Regions from separate parts of the Danio rerio genome. Here region 1 is linked to region 2. Evidence: chromatin contacts called from public Hi-C data. All regions are on one chromosome and are shown on one strand. Each heading gives the region's core, a stretch centred on a gene start, on an enhancer-like site or on the middle of the called end of the contact. The rest is flanking DNA. Distances are from core to core; before and after follow the strand shown.

Evidence for each region. Hi-C and Micro-C count contacts between places; a contact is called where the count stands out from the background.
Region 1: a Hi-C map of embryo shows a contact between it and region 2, with 4 times the contacts expected there. The contact joins the promoter of fgf19 here to the enhancer-like site in region 2. A contact is called at or near these places in 5 of 18 Hi-C or Micro-C datasets (caudal fin, embryo and an unstated tissue) and 2 of 4 datasets of contacts at active chromatin or transcription factors (caudal fin and gastrula embryo).

What each region holds. Positions count from the first base shown.
Region 1 is chr7:69,598,250-69,600,969 of GRCz12tu, forward strand. fgf19 (fibroblast growth factor 19) reads left to right here and starts at 1,288. Exons shown (of 3, transcript NM_001309359.1): 1 at 1,288-1,581. The coding sequence starts at 1,383. It also overlaps a transcript of ano1a not described here.
Region 2 is chr7:69,468,849-69,471,684 of GRCz12tu, forward strand. It overlaps a transcript of ano1a not described here. Among named protein-coding and RNA genes, the nearest start is that of zgc:153993, 39 kb to the left of the region's middle. Within about 2 kb of position 1,458, at least 7 of the 62 cell types and tissues checked have an H3K27ac peak or open chromatin away from gene starts, as enhancers often do.

The sequences.
Region 1 (2,720 bases), core at 38-2,537, 130 kb after region 2:
AGTTCTCTTCATTTATTGGGTTTTACTTCGTTCAAATAGCTTCATTTACTCAAATGGACTACATTACTCATTAGGATTAGTGTTTGAACTTAAATGGTTTGTTGCAATCGGTTTCCTCAAATGGTTTGAATTACAATAACTTTGGGTTTTACAATGTACGTAAGTGCACCTCTTGACATTTATGAATAAATGAAAGTGGCCGTTAATGTTTATTTTAAAGTTTCTTTTGCATGTAGTTCCCCCCTCTTCTTTGTTATGAATGAATCAATCCAAAAGTCCCAGTAAAACAATAAATAAATTCTACAGTGCAACGAATTCACAGCGCCATCCAGCGATCATTACTATGAATTGAACCCTACAGGCAGCATTTTCATGAATGGAAATATTTACTCTAAATTATTCTTTAACTTCTCAGAAAATCCTGCGAGTTCAGCAATTCACATAACAGGCACAATACGTTAAAAACCAAACAAGTTTAAATCTATATACGTATGTGCGTAAAAAGTGTCAAAAGCTTAAAGTTTAAACTTGCGGCTTACAAAAGGCGGCACTAATTTTGTTCACAAATTATTTTCATTTTTTTATTTATGAAAATGTAGATAAATATAGATTCAATAAAATTTGTAGTTTTAGCAAGATTTTGTGGGATTTAATTGTATGTAGGTTATGCAACTGTCCGGTGATTGCAAAAGAAAAAAGTTAATAAATCAAATTAAACATAAAACAAAAATAAGAAAATTATAGAAAAAAATAGAAAAAAAGAAAAGGCTAATAACTTGATATGACTTTATAATAAAAAACATATTTAATACGAGTTCGTCATAACTTATTTTATTAGCAATTGTTTTTACGTATTTCGGTACTTTTCATTTAAATTGAAATCCCCGTATCTTTAGAAAATGTTTGTTATAAATGTTTTTGTAGATTTTTAAATTAACATTTAAATATGGACAAACAACGAGTTTTAACTAAAGTTCTTAACATCCTTATGAATATAGAGAAGAAATACGCTAATTAATGCATTTTTTTATCAGACGCAGTATAAGAAAAGTTTAATGCATGCATGCATGTAAGGCACAAGTTTAAACATTGGTTATTTTGTGAGATGCATGACAGATGCATCATAATGAAGCATTTATAGACTAAAATTGTCTAATTTATTGCGTCTTGGCCGTCTGTTGGATGTCCAGCGGGGTGTGTAACTTTCTTCTCAGAACTGCCAAAGGGGGGAAAAAAGCTTATCGATTGATCTGATAAGAGGACAATTTAAAGGCCAGTCGCAGAGCTTTGCGCCAAAACAGAGCAATACACAGGAGATAGTGTGTGTGCATGCTTCCTATCAGAACAAGACGGTCTTTAATTACTGCAGATAATACTTAATAATGCTCCTCTTACTCTTTGTCACTGTTTGTGGAAGTATCGGCGTGGAGAGCCTCCCGTTGCCCGACTCTGGTCCACATTTGGCAAATGACTGGAGTGAAGCCGTCCGGCTACGACATCTGTACGCAGCCAGACATGGCTTACATCTGCAAATAAACACAGACGGAGAAATCAGTGGATCACACATGCAAAGCTCGGACAGTAAGTGACCGCAGCTCAAAATCACTGTCATAGTTAACTCAGCACTTTAAGTATATGAGCCAGGCAGGAAGGATGTCCAAGATGAAAAAGACTTGAACTATTTTTTAAAGCACAATTTTATAGTAGTCGATTTCTTAAAAGTTTATTCATGTTGTCTTTACAAAAATGCGTAAAAATGTCAAGTGGTGCAACCGTCAATAAAAAAAAAATAACAATAATAATAATACAAAAAAACACGTGGGTGTAGCCTGAACGTCTTAAAAATATTGTTTATAAAACGTGTTTTCCCATGTACATATATAGATTATTGCATTTACATTAGGCTAAATTGTCGGTAAATTGTTAGTGACCTATAACACGCGTGGAATAGATATCATTATAGAGCGTAATTGAGTCAAACTTATGTACTTTTTGTTGAATGCAATGCTCAGCAAATGAGCACACCCCATTTTGAAAACGAATATTTTTATCCATTTCTCAGTGAATATAGGTCATATATTTGGGTGCATTTGAACAAAACAGATTTATTAAACGGATATATGTATTATAATAATATTTTAGTCACCGAACGTCTTCAAAAATAGAATAATAATACATTTAAAACATATCCCTGAAAATACTACGTAAATTTCAAAAAAAGCTTTGATAAAAAAAAAGGTAAAATATTTTTCCCTAACATATAGCCTACATTTGGGCTACTAATTTTTGGGCCGGTATCATAAGTTTTTTTTGTTTTTTTTTTTGTTTTTTTAGATTAGCTCTAGATTTGGCTTCAGTACTGACTAAACTTATGTATATGCACAAAGATAATACGATAAAGCATCCTATAGAAAATCTTAATTTAAATGAGAGATTTGTGAGAGGTGTGCTTATATATGCCTAAAGATTTATCATATTTATGAAGCATAAGATGTTCCCAAACATTGTTTTAATTGATTTTTATCCATAGTTACAGACATTTTGACTTGAACAAATTTATCAAAAACAATGAAAATTTTGGTCAGAGAAAAAGTAACTCGAATCATTAATTTTTTGTTACGTATTATTTTTACAACACAAACACTCACGTCTTGCCGTTACCTCACAAGTCATTGATGTTCTTCTGCAAAACGCATATGCATTTTCTAGTTTAATGCAAA
Region 2 (2,836 bases), core at 208-2,707:
AACCACCCACTTCCCTAAACTCAACTGATAGTTTTCAAAAGCAATCCAGAAAAAATAAAGCCCTCGTGTGATTTTTACCACATTTTCAGATTTAACCACATTCTCACGCTGTTATTTGTCTGTTTAAACACGCACCCAAAAGCCAGACTTTCACTCCGCTTCAAATCGTGTGTACGGAATCTGTTTGCGAAACAGAGTCTATTCATTACTATGGAGTGCGTCAGCTGACAGTCATGCATTATATGACTTTGAGAATTGCATAGGCAAGGTGACGGCACCTGTAATTAAGAGAAAGAGGAATCGCGCCGTTTTTAGATTTATTTCAAAGTGTTTTTGTGCCTAAACAAAGCAAAACCATAGAACAGACTCGCATTTAAGAGCAAGGGGCGGCCCCTGGTGGTTCTGCAGTATGGGTTGCGTATAGGGAGGCTCGACTCTTTAATGTTTCTTGCCACCCTTCAGAGAAACACTGAAATTACGGGAGAAATACGGGAAATACTTTTACGGGATGATAGTGGGATAGAACTGTGAAATCCCCAAAAAAACGGGAGGGTTGACATGTATGCTTAGAGCAGACTGAGGATCCTTCATTGCACATGTGCAAGAAGGAACTTTATGTTCCCAGCACCCTATCATTGTTTTGTGGTTTGTTCTTCCCCAAACCACAGTTGTTAATGCTCCCCACTGCAGACCAGGGGAAACCCACAAGCCATGAATTTTCAGAAAAATTTCTGACCCAGTGCCCTCTAATGCCAATTTGTCGTCAGATCCTGTCTGTTTCTCTGGAATCCAATGTGTTGATTATGTCTGTCATATTGTATGATGTCCGTGTGCCTGTATTTCTGTCCAAATTCACTGTTACTGATATGAAAATAATAAAATCAAGCAAAATCAGAGTCATAAAAGACATTTTTCACTCCATAAAGACATAAGCCCCTGCGTCTCTTGCCATCCGTCATAAGCACAGTCAGCAGTCTAGGGCTCGGTGTCTCACATTTAGACAGGCCTCATAAAGAAGAGTTATTTCCTTGAGGAGGCTGTCATGATTTGTTATGGTCGGGTCTCAGTGGAGGGAACAACTTTTGAGAGGTAACCTTTCTATTGTTTGGGTGAAATGCTAGTGGTTGGTCAAAGGTTATGCTTAGCAGTGACTCAGTGTAAGGCCCCTGTTGAGAGCGACCTCAGTAGTTGTCACTGTCCTTATGGAGCTGGCCCCCCGTGGCCCAACATGCCGCCATCTCTGACGCAACTGGAAAGAGCGAAGGGGGGCACTATGGAAGCCCAGCTGTGGAACCCATATAGACAAACCACATGGACTGGTCGTAGCAGGTTCTTCTGTCTCCAGTTGTCATAAATGGAAAGACCGAGGGTGTGCGTCTTATTCACCACCTACACGGACTTCATTTGTAGAGCTACGGATGGCCTGCTGTGCAATGCATCATCCTTTACACCTATTTAACAACAGGTCAGCTCTGCTTAAGTTAGCTGGGCTGCTATAGTGGCTTATTTTCAAAAGCAACAATAATAAATGAGTCACGGCTATAAAAGAACGTCTTTAAAACGCTTTACGACAAGTTTTATTGGCTTAAAAATGCACTAAGTAACTTTTTGTGCATATTTTACTGACAGATATGACACTTGGACTTTATACTGACATCTGCTGACCAAGAAGCAGCAAATATAACATACAATGCAACATACACTCACTTGCCACTTTATTAGGTATACCTGTCCTACTGCTCGTTAAGGCTAATTTCTAATCAGCCAATCACATGGCAGCAACTCAATGGATTTAGGCATGTAGATGTGGTCAAGACGATCCGCTGCAGTTCAAACTGTGCATCAGAATGGGGAAGGAAAGGTGATTTAAGTGACTTTGAACGTGGCATGGTTGCCAGACAGGCTGGTCTGAGTATATCAGAAACTGCTGATCTACTGGGATTTTCATGCACAACCATCTCTAGAGTTTACAGAGAATGGTCCGAAAAAGAGAAAATATCCATTAAGCGGTAGTTCAGTGGGTGGAAATGCCTTGTCATATAGTGCAAATAATCTCAGACTGGTTTCTTAAACATGGCAATGAGTTCACTGTACTCAAATGGCCTCCACTGTCACCAGAACTCAATCCAATAGAGCACCTTTGGGATGTGGTGGAATGGGAGATTCGCATCATGAATGTGCAGCCGACAAATCTGCAGCTACTGTGTGATGCTATCATGTCAATATGGGCCAAAATCTCTAAGGAATTTTCCAGTTCCTTGTTGAATCTATGTCATGAAGGATTAAGGCAGTTCTGGAGGCAAAAGGGGGTCCAACTCAGTAAGGTATACCTAATAAGCAGGGCCAGACGGAATCTGCGGACGTTTTTTGCTATTTCTGCGGAGAATTTTGGTAAAAATCTGCGGATTTCTGCGGAATTATCTTGGGAGTATCAAGCGGAGTATCATAACTTACACCTTAATATATTAAATAAAAAGTAATAAATTACTGAATAAAACTGAATGAATTCCGATTTACACATTTACTCAAGTAAATAAACAGAATTATTAATGGGCTAAAAATCTGCAGAAATAAGCGGAAAATCTGTGGAAAATCTGCGGAATTCTGCGCGCACAGATTCCGTGTGGGCCTACTAATAAGGTGGCCGGTGAGTGTATAGCTATATACACCAATATAAAACTGCATTTACACACAGACAGTTGTGGAAAGAGTATATGATGAGCATTAGCAATGTTTGATGTGCTATCAGATCCGATGCATATGTCAAACTGTGATGCAATAGACTATCCACTTGTTTATAAAGGAACACTCAACTTTTTGTTTTGAAATAGGTGAC